Regions from separate parts of the Mus musculus genome. Here regions 2 and 3 are each linked to region 1. Evidence: chromatin contacts called from public promoter capture Hi-C data. All regions are on one chromosome and are shown on one strand. The core of a region is the stretch at or near the end of the contact, and the rest is flanking DNA. Distances in the headings are between cores, read along the strand shown.

Region 1 (4,897 bases), core at 909-3,408:
GGTGGCTGCCTTTCTGCAAACCGCACAGCCCTTTGAGATCTGCAGCTTCCAACTTCCTCCAGAGACAGGGAAGTTAAGTTACTCACAGCCAGAGGCCGCCTGCCTGCCTGCCAGAGGGACAGCTTAGCCAAGAGCAACCAGAGGCTTCCAAAGGGTCAGGCTGTTTTGGAAGCTTCCCACCACCCCCACCCCATTAAAAACCTACCTGGAGGCATCAGAATCGCCCCAGGCCAGCCCCAAGGTTAGCTTAATGGGGGCCTGACAAGGCCTGATTCCTAGTAATTTTAAAATGTTAACTAACTATATACACCCCCTTTTCAACCGTAACTGGTCAGAATCCTACTAGCTGCCCCCAACAGGTCAGGGCCTGATCTGGCCTCTCTGCCTTCCCGGTTCGGAACCTGCCCTAAGGCAGGCACAACAGAGCCCAAAGCCAGGACAGGCCTCCCACCTCCTTTCCGAAGGCGTGGCTGACCCCGGGTCTCTGGCTGGCTGCTCACCAGCGCCCCCTCCCCCCAAGCCTCCTCCGCTCCAGCTGCCAAACCAGGCGACAAAAGCCAACCTTGTACCAAGCCATCAAGGCGCACACACACACACACACACACACACACACACACACACACACACCCCAGGAGGTGGTCAGGCGTGACCCGGTGGCTGTGAGAAGTGTTGAGCAAGCGGCTTCGGCACAGCGAGCCCCATCGAGGGAGGCTGCCAGCAACCCTGTTCCGGTCCACCCGGTGGGGCGTGACACCCAGCATAGCAGATGACACACGCTGCCAGTCGGAGCCTGTGCCCCGGCCCCCCTCACCTGTGGCGGGGCGACTGAGTGGCTGAGTCAGACACAGCCTGCGCCTCAGGTTCCCCGCCTGCGGGTGGGGGCGGCTGTAAACACAGGCTAAGCAACACTTAAGTAGCCAAGCTTAAGTAACACGGACGCCCAGGGAAGGCTGCTCGCCAGGGGGGCCTTGTCTTCCTCGGGAAGAGGGGGTAAACCAGTCTCAGACTGAGACACTGCCAAGCGGCCAGCCAAGACCTCCTGCCTCTTTGTCCCCCAGTGCTGGGAATCGGCTTAGGCCCGATGCTCCCTCCTAGAGCGAGGCTGCGCCTTTTGTTCCGGTCCTCTTTACAAAAGGATCTTGTATTTTGGTTTGTTTTTTTCCCCCCTTCCATTTGGTGGTCTCGCTTGTTTTCAAACCCCAACCTGTGTGGGCCCCAACCGCGACAGATAAGGCACCGCAGGGGTCTAGTAAGGGTTTAGAGTGCTTTAAATGCATGGAAGACAAAGGCTGGTTTGCACCAAACCGACCCAACTCGAGCTGGCACCCCCACCACGGGTGGCAGGTGCGCGGGGGCGCCCCTTGCTCGCTCCCGGCTCCGATGCCCAGACCTGCGGCCCCAAGCCTGCTCCTCGCAGTCCTATTCGGCCCCCGCCACCTCCCGGCGCTCGGAGAGGCGGGCAGCGGGGAGGGCAGCCCAGCTCCCGCTCCGCCTCCAAGAAGGGAATTTAATTAGCCTGCCGGAGAGGCGGCGGGCGACGAGGTGTCTCTGGTGCTGCAATATAATTGAATCGGCTCCACTCGGGCGGGCCACTCGCCGTCAGCGCGGCCGCGGGGGGCGGGGAGGCGCATCCAGGCGGAGCGGGAAGGGCTGGGCGGGGGGTTCGGAGGCCCCTTGGACTGCCACCCCAGGTAAAGCACCCCCCCCCCCATCCAACCACCTGCCTGGGCGCCCCCGCCCCATCCAAAGTTTTGCTACAACCCCGAGCCCCGGAGCCGCCCCCGCGCACTTCCCCGCGCACTTCCGCGGCAGCAGAGCCGGCTGAGCCCAGCGCGCGCGCGCGCAGCCGCGAGTGTGGCTTCAGGTCGGCCGCGCGCCCCGCGCTTCTCGTCCCTCACACCCGCGGGACCTGGCACCGGCCGTTGGCGCCCCTCCCGAGCCCACAAACTTGGGGAGAGGAAGAACGAGGGAACCCCCGCCACCATCCCCCACCCGCGCGCTCACCTTTCATGCCAGGGCCCCGCTGCTCCACCGCTCCTGACACATGCCGGAGCCACCGTCGCCCGGGTTTGTCTGAACTGCTTATCTCACCCGGGGCTGTGCGGCGGCGGCTCCGCCGCTCGGGGAGGTGGAGCTTCCGGGGCCTGGGCCAAGAAACACCTGCTGCTGTCGCCGCTGAGGACACACCCAAGCGCAACGCCGCCCACTCCCCGGCCCCGGCTCGCTCCCGGCGCCCTGACCTCAGCCGGCGGGAGGTGTCGGGTTTCAGCCGCAAGCGCACGCGCGCGCACCGACAGACCGCCCGGAGCACCCAGCGCGGTCACAACCCGCCGGGTAGGTGCCGCCCCCCGCGCTCCTGGCGACCCTGGCTGTCCGGACAGTCCAGGGGGATCTCTCAGAGGCCTCGCGGGCCACTCATCTCCAAGAGTAGGGAGGAGTGGCTTACAACACGCCTGCCATATCCGAGCCTCATAGCCGCCTCCCCAAGCGCCTGGAACAGTGCCTGGCACCTGGCCACCCACTAAGAGAGGGGAGGGATAGGCCTTTCCTTGTGCTGAGTGGAGGGGACCACACAATATAGGCCGTTGGCCTCTCTCGATCTCCAAGATGCCTGATCTATTACCACAACTTTAAAGGACTTAATGTTAAGAGCTCGGGCCACGAGCCTCTGTCCCAAAGTTTTGCAAAGTCTCCATCTCGCTTTAAGGAATTTTTGAGAAGGCCAAACGGCGGGGGCTCTAGTTCTTTAAAGAGCCCATGTTCGAGAAGTCCACGGAGGCGCCGCTGCGCCAGGGGCATCATTAAGTAGCTGGGGTTGCGGTCAGAGGCGAGGCCGCCGCCTCCAGAAACTGGCACAACCCACCGCGCCACCGGCCCCAGCGCACCGCCTTCCCACTCTTGGCACCCCCACCCACCCTACCTCACCCAGGCACTTCACGGGGATGACTCAGGGAGCGTCCTGAAATTCCTCGGCACCCACAGGCGGCGCGGAGAGGGACTGTGGGCCCCAGCGTCCCCGCCCACAACGCGACCGATCCCTAGAAACACCCCCTTCCCGCCACCCGGGAAGCGCGAGGTTACAGCGCGAGCCAGGCAGCCGGGGACCCTCGGCCGGACCCAGCGCGCAGAGAGCAGCCATCGAGGTGGCAAGGTCGTCGCGAGGTCCCGGGGTCTCCCCCGCCCGGCCTTTCTACACAGCTCTCTTAATGATCCTCCACTTTCAGACTTTCAAGCCCGGAGGCCACCGCACCGGGGGGGTTGGGGGGGGAACCTCAGCGCCGCTGCGGGTCTCAACTTTCCACCGCGGTGCCAGCCCCAAACCTGCCCCGGGACATGCCCGCGCAGTGCTCCGCAGGCGCGCGCTGCCTCCCCCGCCTTCCTCCCTCCCGCGCCAGCCGGGACAGCGCCGGGAGCGAGCGCGGGCGCCAGCACCCCCCGTCCATCTGTTCCCGATGACGCCGGCGGCGGGCAGCGCTCGGGGCCCGCGCCAGCAGAAGCCGCCGATGCCGCGGGGCGGGGGCGCACGCCGGGCCAGTCTTGCACAAGCCCCTGGCCGACCACAAACGACAAGGGAAACGGGCGGGCGAGGGAGGGCGGAGTTGCTGCTCCTACCTGCGGCCACCGGGTCCCTGGCCCCACACACGCGCTGCGCGGCCTTTGGTCCACGCGTTAGTTCGCGTCGCCCGGGGCAGCGTGGCCTCCGCAAGTTTACGACGCTGGAGACCAGGAGGATGCGCCGGGCTCCCCAGGAGTGGGGGCGGGGAGAGGCGCCTTTACCCGTCGGGAATCGCACGCGGGAGGGGGGAGGGGGGACAGGGAGGTGTCAGGAGAAACAACTGGCCTCGAGCCGTAAAAACAAAATGAAAAACCTCCCGGGCTGGTCCAACCCCTTTCCCACCTGGATTACTGGCTTGGGGGGGTGGGGAGGGGACAACATGTAAATGAGCAGCTCGCACCTGGCCGCGCTGCCTGCGGGCCAGGTTCCCCAGGTAACAACACCAGGCTCTTCCTCCAAATCTTGTCGCACCTTTCTCCCTAGGGTATCTAGAAGGCCAAGTTCAGTCACCTGTTTGGTGAGAACTAGGCAGGCCATCCTATAAATTTGTGGGTGACCACTATGAGCTACCACCTGTTTTGCTTTTTTTTTTTTTTTTAAGAAGCTGGCTGCTCTCCCCCACCCCACCCCAATACAAGGCAGCTCCGCTGAAACCGTACCCCCAACCGGGGTTTCAAATGAGGTACCTGCCCAGAAAGTAGTCAAGGTTGCAAGCCTGCAGGTGAGCCAGGCATCCTCCCCCAGCTTCTCAAACCAGGAGTCTGGTCTCCATCCAGCCCCAGACTGTCCAAGGTAGCAAGAGGGTGACAGACACCCACGATGGCCACAGGGGGACAGCAGTGAGCCAGCTATGTGCACTCAGGCCAGAAAAGGCTGGCAGTCACCAGGAGATGGATGGTCCTCACTGTCCCTACACCCTGCCCCAGGAAATCAGTAATCCTGAGCAGGGCCTTTGAGTTTAAGGGTGGGAATTGCTCTCTAGCCGCCATGTGGCTGGCCCCTTGTTAACGAGATGTACCCTGTATGGATGGACTGCTAATTCCCGACTCCGAGGCTAAAAGCTAACCTCCCTCTAGTTGCCGCCCCCTCCTCCTTTTTCTCCTCCCCCTCCTCCTCGCAGCTGCTGGCTCCCACCCCACCAGCAAGCTATACAAGCCTTTGCTCTCTGGGTCCTTTCCCTCAGTTCCATTTGTTTAGGGAAGTTGGCTGAAAGAGGATTTGAAACATCAAGTGCTAGGGACGGTCCTGGAAGGTGAGCAGAACCTCTTAGCTCAGGATGCTTGCCCGTCTAGGACACAGGAGCACCCAACTTTCCTTGCTAGGGTTCTGCCACGCTGGGCC
Region 2 (4,897 bases), core at 959-3,458, 2.1 Mb before region 1:
GACCTTTGTGAACACTCATTTCAGAGAAGCCTAATACCTGGAGTCAGAGGAAGTGCCAGGCTTGGGTGGCTTGGCAGGAACCATGCAGGTGTGCACCTGAACTGGGGAACAGCCCAGCCTCCTTTTGAACTGATCCTGGGCTTGGGATGTTAACTTTTGCCATCAGTGTTAACACAGTGACTGCAACACCAGTGTCACTGTGGATAGGCTACAATTAATCCCCATGTGAATGTCCTTGGATTCTATGGTCTTAATCATTTGTCCAAAAGGAATGGCCAAGAATTTACAGCGTCACACGAGACTGAGCCTAACAACAGTATCATGAAACAATCGCCCTTGATTCAAAGTTGGTGGCCTCTAGTGAGCCCAGAGAAGCCCAGATTCCCACTATGTCAACTTGCATCCTCCTGGATGCTCAGACTTGCTTTTCCAGGGACTCTTCCAATTAAAGGGAGACAATGTCCAGAGGCTTCCATTAGCTTCGGGCCACCTGCCTGCCTGACCAGCTGAAACCCCTGACACGTTTTCTTTGCCAGCGTTTCCTCCCAGATCCTGCTCCGTGAGTGCAGGATGGGTGCTGAGCAGTGGTGGATACACCTTGTAGTCCTCGGTGGGGTAGAGCAGGCCCAGGTACAGCTCCCTCTGGTCCACCAGTGCTTTCCCCATGGCAGAGATCTTCTCGTCTACCACATCCAGAGACGTGTGCACCATGTAGTGGAACTTGAGCTCACTCTCTGTCGGAGTGCTTCGGATGTACAGAGGGTAATTCTGCAGGAAGAGATGGCAGCCCACCCAGTGAGTTCGGGCTCTAAGGGCAAAGTCAAAGCACTCGTGTGCTCTCAGCCTGACAATGACTCTCTACTGCTTAATGCACTGTGGCATGCTGCCTTCAGCGACATAACTGAACCTAAGGAAGACTGTCTGCAGAGAGTGGACTATAAAGATAAAACTGGGTGGTGTGGCACTTGCCTGACATGCACAGGGCACTAAGTCCAATTCCCAGTGCCAAAAAGAAAAGCAATATGGGACCAGAGATGTAACTCCGTAGTGGAGTGCTTGAGTCGCAGCATTAAGCCCTAGTTCTCTCACCTGTACCAGAAAGGAGGAGGAAGGGAGGGTGGAAGCAGTAGAGACAAATGCACAGGGGCAGGAAGTGAGCAGAAATGACTCCGGAATGCCAACCTGAGCACAGCCTAACAACATACCCTGACACTTCTCTTCCTAGGATCACCTCTGCCTCAACCACCAGCACACTCTGTAGTGTCATCCTAACAGCAGGGGCACTAGCTATTTCTTAACGTGCCACACTAGGGTAGTGGTCTGTTCTCAGTGCTTCGAGACATTGAATGAGTCTCCAAATCAGGACCCTTCAGCATAGATACTGGACTTCCTCCTCCTGAGTTTATCAAAGCAGCAGCTGCCTATGACATGAGTTTTGGTTTTGGTGGCCTCCTGGGGGTATAACTCCCTCTTTCATACTGACAGCTTCACAGCAGTCTAATCCCTAATGGCAGATCTCAGAAAAAGCCTAATAGGGATACAGGCTTCATGCAACAGGATATTGTGGCCCTCTGGAGCTGTCTTAGCATCCATAAACAGCTTTCCGGAAAGAAATGAATATATATGTTGGCCAGCAAGATGACAGTTGGGAATAGAGGGTACAAAGGGGAGAGGGATGCTGTCTAGAGGTTTGCAGGCCTTCACGGTGGAGTAGAAGGGTGCAAAAGACATGAAGGGGACTATCCTAAGGCAAAGAAAAGCACTTGGATTCTAGGCTGACTTGAGCCGCGCCAGGCTTATATTTAAATAGCGCCGGCTGGGCAGCCAGGGGACGGTCCGGAAGGCGGGGCAGAAAGACCGGACGCGGAAGGCAGCTGAGGCCGTGAAAAGAACGCGTAGAGCGACGGGTGGCAGGCTGCAGCGACCAGCTAAGCTTCCCGGGGGATCTCAAAACCCGGAGGCGGAGGCCTGCAAACTGGCGGCGGACGGCTGTCAGCTGTCAGCGAAAGCGAGCCGGAAGGATCCTGATCATAGGGCTTGGCTGAGGCTTGGAGCTCAGAGTTGAAAAGATCAAGACCATGGCTGGAAGGAGGCCCGCCGCCCGCCGCCCGCCGCCCGCCGCCCGCAGCCTCTCACGCACCTCCTTGGCGATCACCGCGATGCACACCGCCATATTGGCAGGCTGTGCGCCACATCATGTGACCCGATGTGGAGGCAGGCCCCGCCCATTCTCCTCCCACCGAGGCTCAGAGCCCGCCTCTCTCTACCATGGCTCCGCCCAGACTCTCAGGTCCGGCCTTGGTCCCGCCCCTTTCCCGTAAGGCCCAGCCCACTCCCTTGTCACTCAGACAGCCTAGGCCCCACCTCTCCCTCTTCTTTTCTCCGTGGCCCTGCCCCTCCTCTCATTCTGCCGCCAGGGCCCGCCCTACAGTCCAAAAGGAACCGCGGCAGGCTTGGGACTGGGTCTTGACTCCTCAGCGGGAGCTTGGTTTGCTATGGCGGCCTGTACCGCAGCCCAGCAGCTGCTGCTGGTACTGAGTGCCCTAGGACTCTTGGCCGCAGGTGCTCCGCAGCCCCCCAACATCGTGCTACTGCTCATGGACGATGTAAGTGGGGCCACGCGGCGGGGGGACACGGAAGACACAGGGCAGCCACACGGCGGATGAGCAGTGACCCGAGGGAGGCCCAGAGCCCGGTGTCACATCTTTCACTGTTTCCGCAGTGGGGGTAGGTGTTCAGGGAGGCCCTTTTCTTCCTACTTCCCCTCCCGAGAGCGGGCTGACATTCTCCTCCCCTCAACAGGTGGCCCTGCCTTGGTGCCCACCTCCAGCCTGACCTCTGGGGGAACTCTGACCACAAAGTCAGGCATAGAATGTCACCTGCGAGTGCAGCCTGTGGTCATTTATGAATTCTGCCCTGGGGCATATCTCCCTCAGTGTCCCTGTCTGAGAAATCTGTCGCCCTGAAGTGACATGAAAGCTTAGAAATCAGTCATGTAGAACACTAAGTCAGATGGAACTATCCAAACAGAACTAGATGGACTGTGCCTTCCTCGCAGTCTCAGCCTGCCAGCCCCACCTCCACCCCCACCCCCCCACCCCCAGACACACACTGTGGAGTGACATCTGTTGGCTATTGTTAGAATCAGAGTCACATCCAGTTCAGGATGATTTGAAACAAATCAGAGGCTAATACCGGCCGAGGCTAATTAATAGCCAAACCAGCCCTCTGCAGGGCCTTCAGACCTGTGCTGATCCACACTTACCTCCTCAAAAAGGGGAGAGGGATGCTGTCTAGCGATCTGTGGGCCCATCAGAATGGAGAGGTGCTATATATGTAAAATAAGTTGAATTTTAGAGACTTTTAAAAAAAGATTTATTTATTATTATAGATAAGTACACTGTCGCTGTCTTCAGACACACCAGAAGAGGGTGTCAGATCTCATTATGAGTGGATGTGAGCCACCATGTGGTTGTTGGGATTTGAACTCGTCAGTGCTCTTACCTTCTGAGCCATCTCGCCATTCCAATTTTAGAGACTTAATAGGAGAAAAAGAAAGTAAACATCCCACTTGATAAACATTAGCTTAGTAGTTTTTTATTACTAAGAAAAATACAGATCTAAAAAGTCCTGTACATAAGTCCCACCACCCAGAAGCCACTGCAGGAAACCCCTTCCAGCTTCCCGTTCTTTGTGGATGCTGACTGTTCACACAATGGATGTCTGGCTTCTCTGGCTCCTGTCCTGGTCACTAATAGCAGACTTTGCACAGTAATGAGCAGTACTGAAGATCTATATATAGAGAGAGATTTCATACATATATAGTGCCTTTCAGTATTAAGTCGTTTTAGGGCCAAATCGCACTGGCTCGGTTTGTTTGTTTCCACTGGTTTGATCCAGAAGTACTGACTACAGGCTCGTCTGTCAGTTTTCTGCTCTTTTCCAAATGACAGCCTGTGAGGAGAGGTCTTCTCTGACACTCCCTTGAGACTCCTGAAGAACGTTGAACTGATAGACTTTGGGTAACTGAGTTAAGTAAATGTGCTCTTAGCTTTCATTTTGGCGTCCTTACTTTTTGTGTTTTGTTTGCTTGCTCTCTTGCTTGCTTTTTTGAAATAGGGTCTTGCTAAGTAGTGTTGGCTGGCCTGAAACTCACTCTGTAGCCCTGGCTGGCCTCAAACTCAATGCAATCCTCCTGCCTCCACCTCCCCAGTGCTGGGATTGCAAGCATGAGCCACCAAACCTAAAGACTTACCTAACTGCTTTTCTGATGTGGTGACTAGGAAATAAAGTCACATGGAAGGTCACAGTGCATTTCCGTTGGGCAGCTCCAGCTGAGTAGAGAGGTTTTTAGGTAATGGAATGTGACAAGCAATGACCAACGGTTTACCTGAAGGTGGTTGACTAGGAACCACCACCACCTACCTTCTGGATACCCGGGGGCTGTGACAGGAGGGTTCTTTGGAGTTGAATCCCAGAACATTGTACAAAACCCGGGTCTTGTCACGTAGAGACTTTTGATACAAATAACGGGAAAGGAACTCAATTAACTTCAGCAGCACTGGGAATCCCTGGCTTGACCAAGTAGACAACAGGGCACTCTGGCTTAAAGCAGGTAGCTTCAGGCTTCCCCTTTCATAAAGCTGCTGCTGTCTGTAAGCTGGCCCCTGGGAGCCCTGTGTCAGCCTCATGCCAGCCGCAGGCAACTCCCAGCTCACCTACTGTCAGCAACCTTAGTGGGACAATGGCTTTTGCTGACTTGGGCCTACTTCTAGGCCAAGCATGGGGAAGGGGTAGAGAATCTTCCGGACTGTCCAACAGGGAAGCTAAGTCCATCTCTTGAAAGGACACCTAGGTAGGGAGGCCTCCTGGGTTTCTACTTGACCTACTCCAGGTT
Region 3 (4,897 bases), core at 1,132-3,631, 2.0 Mb before region 1:
GGTGAGGCGGGAGGGCCACGTCTCGTTAACTGTGCCCAGTCTGAAACGCCTGAATAACTGCAGTTCATTTTCTTAAATGTCCTTTTCCAGAATTGGGCACCCCCAGGCTGTGAAAAACTAGGGAAGTGTCTGACACCTCCTGAGTCTGTCCCTGAGAAGTGTTTCTGGGCCCATTAGCCAAGACCAGAATCTCCAGCCAGCCCTGCAAGTGCCTGGGAGACCTTGTCCTTCGGACTGATGAATGGAAGAGACCAGCTGCCCTCTGCCCACCCATCCCTGCATGGACGGCCCCTGCAACCAGGTGCAAGGCTCCAAGACTGCTCATCCTGGAGCCCTGACCCTGTAGTCCGCTCTCGAGCACCACAGCCCATCTTGCCAACTGGCTCCTGAAAAGGAAGCCGGGGCCTTGATCACCGTAGGTACGTCAACCCAGGGTCTGAAGCACTGTCACTGTCCCTGCATACATTTCAACCTAGGTGCCGTACACAAAAGTGAAGATTTCAGCGAAATGCCAAGGAAGTGCCATCTATCTGGCTTCTCCCCCAGGCCAACCCTCTGAGCCACCCTACCTCTTTCGCACTGGCTACAAACAAAAGACAAAGACAGCACCTTTTCCAGTCAAGGTGGCATCTGCACTGCCCCATGGAGATGGGAAGATGACAGCCTAAGTTTCTGGCCCTGGCTCAGGGCAGTATGGGGCCACTTCTGTAACCTGCCACCTCTCATATGCTCCACATAATCTCCAAGACCCTTTCTCTGAAGGCTCATGGACAAGTTTTCACATCTGTGCAGTAACTGCAGAGCCAAGGTTGAGCTGTAACGGTTGGGAAATGATGGTGAAGAGACTGAGAGGAAGAATAAAGGAACAGGAGGGGGTTAGCTCTGGTAGCCCCAAGTCTATTTTTGGGTTGGTTTGAGACAGGGTTTCTCAGTGAGGTGCTGGCTCTCCTAGAACTCACTCTGTAGGACAGGCTGGCCTTGAACTCAGAGATCTGCCTGCCTCTCTTGGGAGTGCTGGGATTAAAGGCGTGCGCCATCATGAGACCACCTATCCTGGTCTTTTGTTTGTTTGTTTGTTTTTATTTTTTTCAAGGCAGGGTTTCTCTGTGTAGTCCTGGCTGTCCTGGAACTTACTTTGTAGACCAGGCTGGCCTTGAACTCAGAGATCCACCTGCCTCTGCCTCCCAAGTGCTGGGATTAAAGGCGTGCGCCACCACCGCCCGGCATATCCTGGTCTTTAAAATCGAGATTATGATGGGAGACTGTGTGTTAGATCTCCACGTACCTGTTGCATGAGCTTTCCCTGGGGATTCAGAAACAGATGCCCCAGATACGATTCCAGTGAGAGCCTAAAGTAACCATCGTGTCCAATGAGTTCACTGCCTACAAGAACATGAATGACCCCCAGAGCAGCTGCATCAACCAAACGGAAAAGTCTCGGCCCAGCATAGATGACAAGTTCCTAATAGATTCATAACGGAGCTTCCCTTTAGTTAACCTTCCTCCATGTGAGTGTGTGTGTGTGTGTGTGTGTGTGTGTGTGTGTATTCTAGTGCCTCCAGAGACCACATCAAATGGAAGAATGCAGCTCACGGGCTCACAGGAAGGTCCAAGAAGGAATGTTTAGAATCCATTGGACCCTCCCCACACCCTCTCCTTTGATGGAGCATGGGCCAATTTGGAGGATATCTTTTGAGTAATTGCAACTGCACTGAAGATGATAATGGCCATTATACTCAGAGGACAGTCTTCCACACCACTACCTATAGACCCAGGTACTGTGCTGGGAAGGTAGAACCCCAGTTCTGTCTCTGGCTATCAGGACCTTCTGGTCCCCACCCCAAAACGAGGAGGGCACATTCTGTTGCAATGCACAGGAGTGTCTGTGGTCTCAGAGAAGGCATTCCTTACCCGCCCTGCTACCCTGCTTTCCCCTGCGCTCTAGCCCACACACAGTGCACTCCCACCTCTGGACCTAAGACTATCCATCAGCTCCCTTCCGGGCTAATTCCAGGAAAGCAGGGGCTGAATCTCAGGCCCCTTGTACTATGCGCGAGGGAAGGAACGCAAGGCCAAACCACTCCAGCGGACCTGGGCAAGACCCGTCCCTGCTCCCCCAGGTCCAGAAGACTAGCCCCTGGAAAAGCAGGACTGAAAAAGCGTGTGTGGGGCAAAACCAAAAAAGGATGGACATCGCACATCCCCTTTCCACCCATATATCTTTGAGGTAGGGATGCTTGTGTTTAGGCAGCTCAAGAAATCTAACCCCTGACTCAGGCCCCACACACACCTCGCAGAGGCCCCGCCTCTCAGCCTGTCCCGCCCCTCGTGCTAGACCAACCCGCACCCAGAAGCCCCGCCCATCGAGGACGCTCCGCCCTTGTTCCCCCCGGGATTGACGTGAGTTTAGCGTGCTGATACCTACCTCCTCCCTGCCTCCTACACGCACGCGGCCATGTCGGAACCTGAGTTGAAACTGGTGGCGCGGCGCATCCGCAGCTTCCCCGACTTCCCAATCCCGGGCGTGCTGTTCAGGTGCGGTCACGAGCCGGCGAGGCGTTGGCGCTGTACGCTCATCCCCCGGCGCAGGCGCGTAGGCAGCCTCGGGGATCTTGCGGGGCCTCTGCCCGGCCACACGCGGGTCACTCTCCTGTCCTTGTTCCCAGGGATATCTCGCCCCTCTTGAAAGACCCGGACTCCTTCCGAGCTTCCATCCGCCTCTTGGCCAGTCACCTGAAGTCCACGCACAGCGGCAAGATCGACTACATCGCAGGCGAGTGGCCTTGCTAGGCCGTGCTCGTCCCCCACGGTCCTAGCCCCTATCCCCTTTCCCCCTCGTGTCACCCACAGTCTGCCCCACACCCATCCATTCTTTCTTCAACCTCTGACACTTCCTCCTTGGTTCCTCACTGCCTTGGACGCTTGTTCACCCTGGATGAACTATGTAGGAGTCTCCCTTCCCTGCTAGGTACCCTAAGGCATCTGCCCTCGGTGCTTGTTCCTAGAGACGAACTCTGCTCTGTCCTTGTGTCCAGAACCAGGCCTCCCTCTTTTAGGGCACAAAGCTGGCCAGCATCCTGACAGCAGGCTGGGAGACCCTGGAACCTCCAGATGACGGACATCCTTGCTTAGGGGTAGCCTCTGGGATGAACTAGATACTAAAAATTAGGTAACCTTGGTTGGGCGTGGCGTGCCTGGGCAGACCTCAAGCCTGGTAGCTTCAGGGGCTGTTTCTCCCCAGGACTACACCGGGGCATCTTTCTCTTGTTCCCTCACACAAGCTTGTGTTAAACAACTGCTGTCTACCTGGCTCCATGCCTGAGCTTCAGAAACACCCTAGGACAGCTGAATGTCCACCAGGAGTGTCCAGAGGGAGGGTGGGCACCCCAGAGAACAGAGTGGCCCTGGTAAGTGCTCAGGGACCACAGACTTTTGCCCACTTCACTTCCTATTGGTACCCCTGGCCATGCTCCAGAAATTAGGGCATGTATGTATCCTTCCCACGACAGCTAGATGCTGCATTTGAAAGGTGGCAAGAGCCACCATAGGTGGCCCTGAGCTGTTCAGAAGGCAGGTAGGATCCCCAAGGCTGAGATGATGAGTTGATGGCTACCCAGTAGCCATCAACGTTCTTCTAGCCGTAGTCAGCAAGACCTAGTGTTCCTAGCAAGTGTTGACCTCGCCCATACTTGGCCTCTAGATTCCCATGCCCCTCAGCTCCATCCCACAACCTTCCCTCCTTACCCTAACAGGTCTAGACTCCAGGGGCTTCCTGTTTGGCCCTTCCCTAGCTCAGGAGCTGGGCGTGGGCTGTGTGCTCATCCGGAAACAGGGGAAGCTGCCGGGCCCCACTGTGTCAGCCTCCTATTCTCTGGAGTATGGGAAGGTAAGCGAGCTGTGTGTAGAGGAAGGGCAGGGTCTTATCACGGCTACCAGTGTCTAGGAGTAAATGTGGGTGCTCAGAGAGGTTGAGACATTGGGTCAGGTTTACACCACCCAGAAACGCTCGAGGCTAGGGAGGTGGCCACTTGTTCGCGCCTAGACTCTGTCTTACACTACTTCCTGTCTGCAGGCTGAGCTGGAAATCCAGAAAGATGCCTTGGAACCCGGGCAGAGAGTGGTCATTGTGGATGACCTCCTGGCCACAGGAGGTAAAGAACCAACCCAAGACAAACAGACTTCAAAGGGCCAGACCCTGTCCTGGGTGCTGACTAAGCAAAGAGCTTGAACACCTCCTCTTTCTCTGTCCCTTCCCCCCAGGAACCATGTTTGCGGCCTGTGACCTGCTGCACCAGCTCCGGGCTGAAGTGGTGGAGTGTGTGAGCCTGGTGGAGCTGACCTCGCTGAAGGGCAGGGAGAGGCTAGGACCTATACCATTCTTCTCTCTCCTCCAGTATGACTGAGGAGCTGGCTAGATGGTCACACCCCTGCTCCCAGCAGCACCAGGAACTGCTTGGTGGCTCAGCCCAGGCGCCTAAGTGACCTTTGTGAGCTACCGGCCGCCCTTTTGTGAGTGTTATCACTCATTCCTTTGGTCAGCTGATCCGCCGTGCCTGTGGACCCCTGGATCCTTGTACTTTGTACACGTGCCACACACCCTGGAGCATAGCAGAGCTGTGCTACTGGAGATCAATAAACCGTTTTGATATGCATGCTGCTTCTCCTCAGTTTGTTGCATGGGTCACATTCCAGGGCCTCCAGAGTGACACTACAGGGACAAGGGGGCTCAGGTGGGAACCCATAGGCTCAGCTTTGTATTGAAGCCACAACCCCTACTAGGGAAGCAGATGTTATCTCTGTCAGTCTCTGAGGCAGCTGACTACATAAACAGGTTTATTGCTTCACTGTTCTAGGCTGTTATTCCATTAGGATGGACGAGGATGAAAGCAGTGACCCA

Evidence for each region. Promoter capture Hi-C pulls out the DNA fragments that hold promoters and counts their contacts.
Region 2: a promoter capture Hi-C map of pre-B cells shows a contact between it and region 1, with 6 times the contacts expected there. The contact joins the promoter of Trappc2l here to the promoter of Gse1 in region 1. A contact is called at or near these places in 1 of 39 promoter capture datasets (pre-B cells) and 1 of 115 datasets of contacts at active chromatin or transcription factors (embryonic stem cells).
Region 3: a promoter capture Hi-C map of liver shows a contact between it and region 1, with 8 times the contacts expected there. The contact joins the promoter of Aprt here to the promoter of Gse1 in region 1. A contact is called at or near these places in 2 of 39 promoter capture datasets (embryonic stem cells and liver).

What each region holds. Positions count from the first base shown.
Region 1 is chr8:120,534,670-120,539,566 of GRCm38.p6, reverse strand. It overlaps Gse1 (genetic suppressor element 1, coiled-coil protein), which reads right to left and starts at 2,158. Exons shown (of 16, transcript NM_001145896.1): 1 at 2,005-2,158. The coding sequence starts at 2,011. It overlaps 1700016A09Rik (RIKEN cDNA 1700016A09 gene), which reads left to right and starts at 1,841. Exons shown (of 1, transcript NR_151732.1): 1 at 1,841-2,675. It overlaps Mir7687 (microRNA 7687), which reads right to left and starts at 871; the gene lies at 813-871.
Region 2 is chr8:122,608,937-122,613,833 of GRCm38.p6, reverse strand. It overlaps Trappc2l (trafficking protein particle complex 2-like), which reads right to left and starts at 2,208. Exons shown (of 5, transcript NM_021502.2): 1 at 2,141-2,208; 2 at 596-768. The coding sequence starts at 2,173. Galns (galactosamine (N-acetyl)-6-sulfate sulfatase) reads left to right here and starts at 2,347. Exons shown (of 14, transcript NM_016722.4): 1 at 2,347-2,606. The coding sequence starts at 2,496.
Region 3 is chr8:122,574,391-122,579,287 of GRCm38.p6, reverse strand. Aprt (adenine phosphoribosyl transferase) reads left to right here and starts at 2,381. Exons shown (of 5, transcript NM_009698.2): 1 at 2,381-2,535; 2 at 2,667-2,773; 3 at 3,753-3,886; 4 at 4,073-4,151; 5 at 4,261-4,651. The coding sequence starts at 2,456. The coding sequence ends at 4,403. Galns (galactosamine (N-acetyl)-6-sulfate sulfatase) reads left to right here. Exons shown (of 14, transcript NM_016722.4): 14 at 91-1,051. The coding sequence ends at 177.